3 separate regions of the Cricetulus griseus genome follow, and all the other regions are linked to region 1. The links are chromatin contacts, called in public Hi-C maps. All regions are on one chromosome and are shown on one strand. The core of a region is the stretch at or near the end of the contact, and the rest is flanking DNA. Distances in the headings are between cores, read along the strand shown.

Region 1 (3,414 bases), core at 677-3,176:
GTGCATCCGCACCGGGTTTTTAACATAAGCACTGGGGATTTGCACTCAGGTCCTGCCACTTGAACAGTAAATACTTTCCTCACTGAGCCTTGGCCCCAGCCCCTCCCATCCTTCATCGTTATGCCCCATTATTACCCCTTAGACTCTCGCTTCTCACCACTGCTCCTTAGACTCCCCCTGCTCCCCCCAACATTATTTCTTATCATCCTCTCCTCGTTACTATTCTTCAAACTTCTTTTCACCAGTAAGCACTGCTAGTGATTGGTCTGCTGTTCAATCCAAACTGTGATCTAAATGGGCAATAAGATGCTGACTCTCTTAGTGTTATATGTTTGAGTGGTGTCTTGATTCTTGCACGGAGCTCAGTCAAAACGTATTTGGAACCCATGGGGTTGCTTCTGCCTCTAAGTGGTGGCTCATCTCCAAGTCTTGGCGTTTCTTACTCCACAGACATCTTTCCTAGCGCCACATGCCCACCTGCCACTCAGCGATGGTCACCAATCCAGAGCCCCAGGTGGGGTGTTTGTCCTAACTTTACCCTGACCTGGGAACCCAGCCTGGGCAGTGAGTACCCAAGGCCCTAATGCACTCAAAGCTTCGAGACAGCATGAGGCAAATGGGACACCCTGGCAGTTAGACGCAGCAGTCTGTCACCGAACAGAGATGGGTGTGGCACAGTGGAGGGGGCTGTGGCTTGTCTCTACCTCCACACAGAAACCCTCTGCACACAGCATTCTGCTTCGTCAAGTGTCTAAGCCCTTCTGACTTCACCCCAAGAGATCCTAACTTCAGGCAAGCCCCTTTCCACCTTAAAAAAGGAAAGAAATTTGTGGTCTTTCTCTGACACTGATGAAGTTTAGAATGGACAGGTATGCCTTTTACAGGAGGGCTACACAAGCGAAAGGGAAAGAAGAATTACGCGCCCCTGTCTCAGGGCATCCCTGCTGAGGAGCCACACGTAAAGCTCAGCCAGGGATGTTGGCAAGAGAGTCGTGAGAAAAGCATGAGGACACAGAAGGGACGTGGGACTGTGGCTTATACTGCACAGAGCAGACGCCCTTGATCCTCCCGGGGCCCCTGCTGCCCGGCTGCTTCTCAGGGCTGTGCAGCAGCCCTGCACCCACACCCCAGCATCATGGAAAATGTTGGTAGCTAAGGAGCTACCAGGGCAAACTCCAGGGACAAGCTGAGTCCTGATTGCTGGTCCCAGACCAGCCTGCGAGCACCTGGGCCTTGTTATTCCTCATTAGTGGCTGTGAAGTCACAGGGCCAAAGGGAGACTGCTTGCCTTCTGGTATTTTCCACACTAAAGAATGAGCCCTCTCCATAGTCTGCTGGGTCCTGTGGACAAGGATCAATCCTGGATCAGCACGGAGGGGCTCATGAGTGCCTACCACCACCGACGAAGCCAGCCAGGAAGCAGCCACAGTTCATCTTTGAAAGTGTGACTCTTTCGGGAACAGCAGACACACCCTAGGCAGGGCAGCTCAGGAGTGCAGCGGTGGCACTGGTATCGGGAGCCTTGCTCTTGTGAGTGTCTTGCCAGGCAGCCCCTTTTGGGCGAGCCTGGGCTCTGTTTGCCGCCAGGCTTCCTTCTGCTGTCAGTTTCTGCTATCAGTTCCCATGACACAATTCCTGGTTCCCCCAATTGCATTTTATTATTGTTATTCTTAAAACTATTGCTGGGGAAGGGGTGTTGAAAGGCAGTTTAGGGAAGGGAGTGGTGATGAAATGCATGCCCCCCTGATGGCTCCAGGAAGCGTCCTCAGACAGGCTGGGGCCTCCATCAGTGAGCTCCAGGGGCTTATCTAGATGCAGGGCGAGTGCTCCAGCCCATGGGGAAGGGAAGCCTGGGTGGTTCCCTGACGTCAGCATGGGTGCCCTGCCTTCAAACTCTGTTGAAAAAATGGGACGTGGTGACAGCCGCCCAGTGACATTTCCTATCTCAGTGTGGATCAGGTGGTTGGGCAGAAAGAGGCAGGGTAGAGAGGGAGGGGTGTTGGGCTGTTTGCTGGTGATGGCCTTCCCTAGCTTCTGTCATTTCCTGTCCATCTGCCAACAATCACACAGTGATAGTGGCCATCACTGGCTTGTGGGGGCCACTGTGACTTGACCCTCTTCAGAAAAACAAATGAAATGTCCCAAACAAAGGGAGGCTCATGAACAGCCACTGAGCACACTCCAGGGGATGTTGTAGTGTGTCAACATTTTGTTTTACAAACTTCGGGGATATCTGGAGTTGACTCCTGCCCCAGAGAAGGTGTTCTGGAGCATCTAAGCATCACAGACGGAATATAACCCGTTAGAAAAGTGGTTGTTGGCATTCCCTGCTATTAACTTGGAAGTTGGCAGTAAGGAACCATTTCCCTAAAACTCTTTCCTCTCATTCTCTTGCAGTAAATGAAATCATTCGCAATGACCTCTCCAGCACGAACCCCCACTCCTAATTCAGCACGTTGGAGCTGGCAGAAGCTGTGTGGAGTTGGCTCTGTGCAGACAACTAGGCTTCAGCAAGCAAGACTTTGATGAAATAAACTGAACACACATCTGGTACCACTCAGAAATCCCAACTCACTGAATGCAAGGAGCTTATGTCTGAAGAAGTAGCTCCCTGACAAGGATTGAGTAGAAGAGGAAGCCACTACAACTCTTGAGAGAAAAGTCATCTCAAGAAAAGAGAAGGGCTGGCCAGTGAGGCCAGGGGCAGATGCTAGCCCACGGAAAGAAGGCCTGTGTGGCAGCCTGACCCTCCTGCCCACTGGAGTAAAACACTGGAAGTGCCTTATTTCATCCTACCACCACGCCAGGGCATTGTGGAAGCAAGCATTGAATTTTCTACCATAAGAGTATTTGTAGGAGCCAAAGTTATTAAAAACAAAAACAAAAACACAAACAAAAAAACTTTGTTAGGAGCCTTTATCCTTTGTACTAATTGATAGGATTCTGGTCAGCTCTGGCTTCCTACTTATTTCTAACTTTCCTGGCTGTCCTACACAATTTGCCTGCCTTATCCAGTGCATTTTAGAGATCTTCCAATTGTCATCTCAGCTCTTTCATAATGAGATTCCCTCCTCCGTGTGACTAAAACCATAGGTTTGTTAATAATAGCATGCTGAGATTTTTGTTCTTAATCTGGCTTCAAACATAGCACAAGGAAGTTGATCAGCACAATACAGGGCCCTGGACAGAGCAAAACATGCCTGCTATGGGACAGTACCTTGTGTTTGCATGCTTGTACATATAGACATTTATTTATGTATAGATATTCAAGAACGGAGATGATGATGACCTGTCCAGGCCCAGCAGGGCTTCCATGTTAGCAATAATGAGTGTCCACCTTGAGAATGCACCTCAGAGTCCAGACCCCATTTTCCAGCACCTTCCATCAGGGCCCATCACCCCTGCACAGACAGG
Region 2 (3,593 bases), core at 986-3,485, 110 kb after region 1:
ACTCCAGGGTATATAGGGTGGTGGGGGGCTTAGAGTTGGTGTTGGGAAGGCTATCTGAACTCCTGCCTGTCTGGCAACCACATAGGCAATCAAGACACCTCCAGAGGGAGCAGAGCTATGGATAATCTCTGCCTCATTCCCTAACCACCAGGATTCTGTCATTTGAAAAACAGCCAGCCGTAGGTACACAGCTGGTGCCTAGTTTTTGTGAAACTAAGGTGAGAGGATTATTGAGAGACAAGACAAACCTGAGCTGTGTAGTAAGTTTCAGGGCTACAGAGTGAGACTCCACCTCAACCAGAAATAAATCAATACTTCTCATCACTAGTAGGACAGTCAGGTAGGTGGTGCAGTTTAGCTCAGCGGCCTGTGTCTTCTCTGGGCTTCCTGCTGGAAAACCGGTCATGACTCTTAAGTGTTGTGGATCAGAACACGGCTTTGGTGGGGTAAGGGAACAGGCCATCCCTTTCAAATGCATGCCACTCACTGACTTTGTGTCCAAGTTCCCACGTGGTACCCATCCCCTCCCAGAAGCCTGTTAGAAAAGCTTAGGAGAAGTGCAAAATGGACAACCACAAGAAGGACCAAAAAGAATGACACAAGGGAAAGGAAAGTCAAGATGATGGAGTTTGATTGTTTCAAAGTCAAGAAAATGATGAACAGAGTAACCAAGAATGAAGTTAAGAAACACAAAAGGAGGTGATGCGGGAAGCTTCTCCTGGACCCACGCTCCAAAAGAATGTCAGTTGTTCTTGTGGCTATAGCAACAGTTGGCTATAGTAACTGCTACTGCTGCTAAAGCTAAACTATCAACCGATAAGCGCAATGGGGACAGGCAAGAAGGCCCTGCCCAGGAGGCCACAGTCCAGAGGGCAGTGACTCCTCTTAAAACTCAAAAGGGTCGGAATATTCCAGCCCAGAAAGCACCTGCTCCGAAGGTAAGAAAGCATGAGACGCCGGGTGTTGGTGGCGCACGCCTTTAATCCCAGCACTTGGGAGGCAGAGGCAGGCGGATCTCTGTGAGTTCAAGGCCAGCCTGGTCTCCAGAGCGAGTGCCAGGATAGGCTCCAAAGCTACACAGAGAAACCCTGTCTCGAAAAACCAAAAAAAAAAAAAAAAAAGCATGAGACGTTTTTCAGAGAACTGAAGGTTCTTTTTGGGAAAAACAAAACAATTAGCTGGAGTAGAATACCCAGAATTCCAAAACCAAGTCACGAAGGGCTAACCTTTCCTGAAATATAAAGATGTGCCTTTGGTGGGTTTTGAAAACTGCAGTAAAAATACACAGACTGTCCAGTGTTCCATCCTAAGTAGTTCCAGGCATCCAGTTCAGCAGTGGGTGTACATCTACATGACTATGTAGCCAGCCATTGCCACCACCCATAGAACTCTTCTATCATATATAGATGAAACTCTGTCCCCATTAAACTCTGTGCCCCTCGGCAGCCACCATGCTACTCTGTCTCTGTGAATTTGGAGAAATCACATATGTGTACCCCTTTTTGGCAGGCTTGTCACAATGTTCTCAAGGATCAGCTGTGTGTTGCCTATGTCATGTTTTTTTTTTTTCCTTTTTAGGGAGGAAGACTGTTCTGTAGTGTGTGTTTGCCCACCCATCTATTGATGGGTAAAGTTCGGTAGCATCTTGGCTATTTTGAACAGTGCTGCTGTGAACATGATGACAGGACAACCTCCATGAAACCCAGACTTCATTTCTTCAGGTCTAAACTCAATCTTCACTGTATCTTAATAAAGGATTTTATTTCCTTAAGCCTTTTCATAAAATATTTTATTTAGTTGAGATGTATCTGTAAAAAATATTTTTCACATTTGTAACTACAGAATCCTCTAGATAAGCTTTCTGCTAATAAATACTCCAGGACTTAAGAGAGCTATGGAATGGAGGAGAGGAAAAACAAAGGGAGAGAGGAGGCAGGGCAGGTAGGGTTTGAAAGGGAGGTGTAAAACCCTGACCACATCCCAGGGCTGAGCTCTTCCTCCACCATCTATAAGCCTCTTCCTTTCTACTCTCCTGTGTCCCTGTTAGGACAAGCCGGGTCTTTCTAACTTCCATTCAGCCTTGGGCTCCTTCCGTCCTCTGAAACTGTCCACTGTAATTTCTGGAACATGATGGCACCCCTCTCAAAAGCTGTCCTCACTTTGCTCACTATGTAGAGAGGCATAGGGTTTTGTTTGAAGGATGTGATAAACACAGAAAAATAAAGTCCACATTGCATGAGTAATATTTGAAGATACAATTGTGCCACAGTGTGGTGACACTTAAGAATGCAGACCCGAGAACCCCCATCAGTGTGGGTGTGACAAATTTGCACAGTCATGTACATCATGCCATGTTTGGAGTAAACGGATGACAGCAATGTCCCACCACCTCCCTGAAGGCTATGGCTTGTGTGCTGCCTAAGATGAGATGCGCTGTGACCAGTGCTTGCTAATCTACTCGGTCCCTCGGTAAATGTTTCTAAAACATCTTTTCTATTCTCCCCCAAGCTCTGTGGGCAGATGCTTAACAACAGATAAACCCCCTCTATGAAACAGCATTGTGCAAACTGACTGTCCACACAAGCAGGAGAGGAAGTGTGGGAATGCCTACCCCAAAACCTGCAACGGTGCTGAGAAGCAGCCCTAGCAGGCCCACATCCCCCCCCCATCTATTCTCCCAGATAAAGCAGGTGGCAGCCCTGCCTGAAAGCAGCCACACACAGATGTGTTCGAGCAAAGGCAGAATCATTCTGAGACAGGGTAACAGACTCAAAGAAAATCTATAGATGACCCATAGATGAATACATTTGGTAACCTCTTTGGCAAGTATTGACTGCTCAGAATTTCTCTTTCTTCCAGGAGAAAATGGGAATAATAGTATAATATGGTCACTAAAATAAAATAACCCAAGAAGTCTTGGGAGCCTACACATGTGTACCTACATGCATGCATACAGATACACTCACATGAGCATGCAACATTCCATGGAAAGGGGGAGGTAGTTGGGGGACAAAGAGAGGCCTGTCTGCTCCTCCTAGTCCTGAAGCAGAAAGAAGCTGGAAAACCCCAAGGGATTCACTAATCTGATTTTCAAGTTTCGGAGAATCTAGCTAAGCCTCGTGGATGGCTGTGTAGCCCACAGGTCCTACATCACCCTTCCTCTGCTCCGACTGAGCCCCCAGTGACACTCATAGCCCCTAGCTCACACGGATAGGTCCCTAATTCCATAAAGAGCTGCTTCCTGATTGTGTTAGCTGCGTGATGAAGTTCCATCATCCTGGGGCAGGCCTTCCCTTCGCTTATCTGATGGCATGAAGTTAATCAACGGCTGCCTGCTTCAGAGGCCTGAGAGAACAGCAAGTGAGGTGAATTATCATGCCCCTGGTGTGAAGGATCTCAGATACCACATCAGACACTAGTTTCTATCTGCTTCCAGACACGATTCCCACCACACTGAGTTAGAGGCTGCCCTCCCGCATTGTCCATCACCAACACCTGCGACTCCCACCCACAGCCTTGCCCCTCACACAACAGGAATACTATCACACCGGATCTCGTTTCCCTCACATTAGTGTGTTGTTATTTCGAGGCAG
Region 3 (3,929 bases), core at 114-2,613, 120 kb before region 1:
GCCAAGCAAGCTGCTTGCTGCTCCACCTCTGAGGAAGGCCTGGGACCTGTCTTCAGGGGCATCAACCAGGTATGGTCAGTGCACCAGAGGCACTGTCACAAAAGATGACAGGTGACCCAGATGGGCAAAATGCAAAGCGAACTACACCCCAGACTGACATACAGTGGGCAAATGGATGGGGCTAACAGGAGGTGGCATGAAGCCAGGTGGCCATGGCAGTATCACGCACAGTAGACTGCATAATAAAAAGCATCCCTTAGGACAAAGAGAGCACTTGGTGGAAGTTCTGCTAAGGTAAAGAGGACATGTGAAAGAACACTCTGTTCTTGGGAGACCAGTTGCCTTCCTAAGCACAGCTAGCTGATATAGTTTACTTTTTTAAAGATTATTTTCTCTATGTATCCATATGGTGTGTGTGGTAGATGCACAGGGGTGTGCAGATAGCACACCCGTGCATATGTGGAGACCAGAGGGGTATCAGGTGGCCTGCTGCATCACTCTCTGCCTCAATCCTTTGAGACAGGGTCTCTGACTTGACCTGGAGCTAGGCTGGCAGCCAGCATGTCTCAATGCTTCTACCATCTGCCTCTCATGGCACTGGGGTTACAGGTGCAAACAAGCACACCTAGATTTCCATGTGGGTGTTGGGGCTTGAACTGAGTTTGTGCTTACACAGAGAGTCCTGTTACCCATTGAAGCATCTGTCCACCTCTGTGGTTGCCATCCATCATCAGCAGCTAACATGGAAGGAGAGAGAAATGAAGGTGATGCTGTCAGCCCATCACACCAGCTAGGTGCCCAGCCACTGCAGAAAACACAGCAGAGGAACCCCAAAGAAGCCCAAAGCCAGACCAAGTAGGCATGCTTGACACATGCCTGTAACTCCAACACTTCAGAGGCTGAGGCAAGAGGATTATAAATTTGAGGACATGAGAAAGCCCTGTTTCACAAATCAAATGACCTACTTCTAAAAGTGGCAGAAAAAGGAAAGGAAAAGGACTAGAGAAAATTTAAACTATTTCAGTGTAATGAAAATGTCAAGATTTGAGAGACACAATCAAAGCCATGCTTGAGGGATTTATAGGTTTAAATGCTTATATGAGAAGGGAAGTTTAAAATCAAGACTTCTGGGAAACTAGGGGGAAATAGCAAAGCAGGCTTAACCAGGAAGCAAAAAAAAAAAAAAAAAAAAAAAAAAAAGTTCCGTTGATGAGACACAGCAGCAGGTGAGTATAAAAACACCTGAGAAAATCAGGGACGTGGGAAGGTTCATTGTGTTCATAGTTTCTGAGGTGTCCGCCCATAGTCTGGTGAAGCATAAAATCACATGGGGAGTTTGTGATCACTAGATCAACACTGCACTCCTGGGGTGGACAGGAAGGGACCAAGGTTCACAGACACCCTTCATCCTGGGCACACCCCTAGCGGCCTAAGCTCCTCCCTCTGGGCCCCATCTCTGACTAGGTCACACACTTCCCCACAACACTGTCTGGGAACCAAGCCTTCAATAAGCAGCCTTTGGAAGGAACCCTGCAGTGACATTCTTGGGACTCACAGGATGGGGAGCTGAACATTCTGTGACAGGCAATAGCAGCACTATAACCCATCATTGTGGGCCTTACGGTATGTGCTAGACAGGGGCAGGGGTCTTCCCCACAACTTACGGTTTGTTAAACTTCCTGTGAACCTATATTCATAGGTCTCATGAGAAACATTCTGCTGAGTGGTCACATCAGAAACATCAGACCCCCTGGCCGAGTGTGGGAAGTGAGCTCAGGCCTGGACAACAGCCCTTCACATTCCTCTGGGTTTTCTGGAAGGAAAGCCAGTCGACCTCAAGCAGATCTGTTAGTGACTGTGATGCATGGCCTGCAGAGAGCTCCCATGTGGTTCAGTATCTGCGACCCAGCCCAGATGGGAAGGATCTGCCTGGGCCAGGGATCCTATGTCTTAGGAAATGCCCACCTGCCAAAGCTTCCAACCATGTGTTGCCAAGGGACAGGACTCCCCAGGGTACCAGGAGGGAAGACTGCTCAGTGGTCACTTTCCCCAGGGTCAGTCCCACAGGTCTTCTGCAGAATGCTCTTGGACCCCATAAGGATGTTGTCCTTATGCCTCCTCTTGCCCCACCACTTAAGGAGTTTGGCACCTCCTGCCACTGGCACCCTTGAAGGTAGGACTGGCCTTTCAACCCCTCATGCCTCAGGAGGACAGCATGGTGTCACAGACATGCTTGGAGAGTGCAGTATCAATAATTAAGGACTGGAGAAACTGAGGCACAGAGTTTAGGGGGTTTCTCAAGAGTGAAAGGAATTGAACTGACCTTGTATGCAGGTACATGTGTGGACCTGGCTGTGCCTAGTACACTGCTTCTCAAGCCACAAGGCCACATTCATGTAGGTCCTTAAGTCATCCTCACTAGTACACCCAGGCGCATACAGAAACCCTGAAAGGAGTGGGATGGGAGAGGTCATATATGGGCATAGATAAGCACCTTTGTCTGCCCCACCATATCTGCACCCTGCAGCCCCCAAGTACTCCAGTCAGGGGCTCACGGCCCGGGTACCAGTCAACCCTGGCCTCTCCACCCTTCTCATCCAAGACTGGCTGACCTTCACATCCCTGTATAAAAGCTACCCCACTACAAACAACTGCACAACCATGCTAAGCCCTACATTATCTCTTCAGCTCCTTGCAAGTGTACACAGGATTTAGCAGAAGCCACGATGGGACTTCTGTTCTGTCCTCTCCCCTGTCCTGACTTTGGGCATTGGTCAGTGACTTGACAGAGTGGGGTGTCAGTCTTGGAAGGACCAAGCTCTGGATTCTAATGAGGCACATGACACCAATGTGTGTCATCACTTGGTGTCTTTCAGCCGTGCATAGATGTCAGGTTATGAAATTCCTTCTCTCACTACTGTGCCTCCCACGGTCTGCATTGCGCCTCAGAGCATGGGTGTAATTCCAGATTGTCCCAGGAGAGGGCAATAGAAACCAAGAAACAGTGCTTTCAAGTTGCTCTGGATGCCTAGGCTTTGGTGGAGTTAGTCAGCTAATAACACAATGAGTACTCTGGATGCCACGTCTTCCTGGGGTCCAACAAGGGCTCCTGGCTTTGCTCTGACAGAGGAACATGCTGCTGCTCACAGACACTTGCGTGCAAATGGCATCTGGTTTTGCCTCTGCAGTGGGGCCTCGGTGTCTGAGCTCTAAGTGCCTGGTCCTTATGTGAAAAGTTCAAAGGATACATACAACCCAGGGCCTGGGCCTGGAGGGTTCATAAGCTTCTGCTCATCTGGGAGGTCCTGTATACCTATGGAGCCAGGGGTCTCTGGGGGACTGATTGTGAACACAGCATCATTGACAGAATCTCCAGAACCCGTCACTTTGTGACTTTGACCCAGAAAAGAACTAGGCATCCTTCAGTTACACTTAAAGTATTCCAGAGTATCTGTGCCCAGCACACAAGCAGCTGGTTTGCTCCCATGGTGAACCATGACCTCAACCTAGATGCCCATGCAGATCTATGTGGGCAGCTTTGCAAGTATGGTGTTCAGCAGCAAATGTCCGAGGTCTTCCAGACCCCACCCCAAGGGGAAACGTACCCTGGGTACCACGGGTACCGGAGGAGGGAGAGTGGGGCCTAAAGAATTGAACACTAGTGCAAACCAGAAATCTGGGATTTTATGTGAAAATGGAGTTGAAACATTCCCTCTTGGTGTGCCCCTGGTTTGAGAAGCCCAGTAGTGCTGGCATCCCAGCTAGGGTGTCATCCATACCCAAAGGGCCATCCAGCTGCTCCCAGCCAGCAGCCCTCTCTTTGACCTAAAGGCTGAATAGCTGTGGCTCTGTTTCTCCCTGAGGAGAACAGTCTGTGTTTGAAGACATGGGCCATGAACAGAGCTCTGTAAACACATGAACATCAGAGC

What was found. A called contact is a pair of places that touch in the nucleus more often than the background predicts.
Region 2: a contact with region 1 is called in a Hi-C map of fibroblasts, with 2.8 times the contacts expected there. The contact joins two enhancer-like sites. A contact is called at or near these places in 2 of 8 Hi-C or Micro-C datasets (the CHL-YN cell line and fibroblasts).
Region 3: a contact with region 1 is called in a Hi-C map of the CHL-YN cell line, with 5 times the contacts expected there. The contact joins two enhancer-like sites. A contact is called at or near these places in 6 of 8 Hi-C or Micro-C datasets (the CHK-Q cell line, the CHL-YN cell line, the CHO-K1 cell line and 2 more).

Annotation. Positions count from the first base shown.
Region 1 is chr2:234,740,710-234,744,123 of CriGri-PICRH-1.0, forward strand. It overlaps Nfatc1 (nuclear factor of activated T-cells, cytoplasmic 1), which reads left to right. Exons shown (of 10, transcript XM_027403689.2): 10 at 2,398-3,414. The coding sequence ends at 2,400. Among named protein-coding and RNA genes, the nearest start is that of Nfatc1, 110 kb to the left of the region's middle. Within about 2 kb of position 1,927, at least 1 of the 6 cell types and tissues checked has open chromatin away from gene starts, as enhancers often do.
Region 2 is chr2:234,849,611-234,853,203 of CriGri-PICRH-1.0, forward strand. No RefSeq gene overlaps it. Among named protein-coding and RNA genes, the nearest start is that of Ctdp1, 15 kb to the right of the region's middle. Within about 2 kb of position 2,236, at least 2 of the 6 cell types and tissues checked have open chromatin away from gene starts, as enhancers often do.
Region 3 is chr2:234,618,093-234,622,021 of CriGri-PICRH-1.0, forward strand. No RefSeq gene overlaps it. Among named protein-coding and RNA genes, the nearest start is that of Nfatc1, 17 kb to the right of the region's middle. Within about 2 kb of position 1,364, at least 1 of the 6 cell types and tissues checked has open chromatin away from gene starts, as enhancers often do.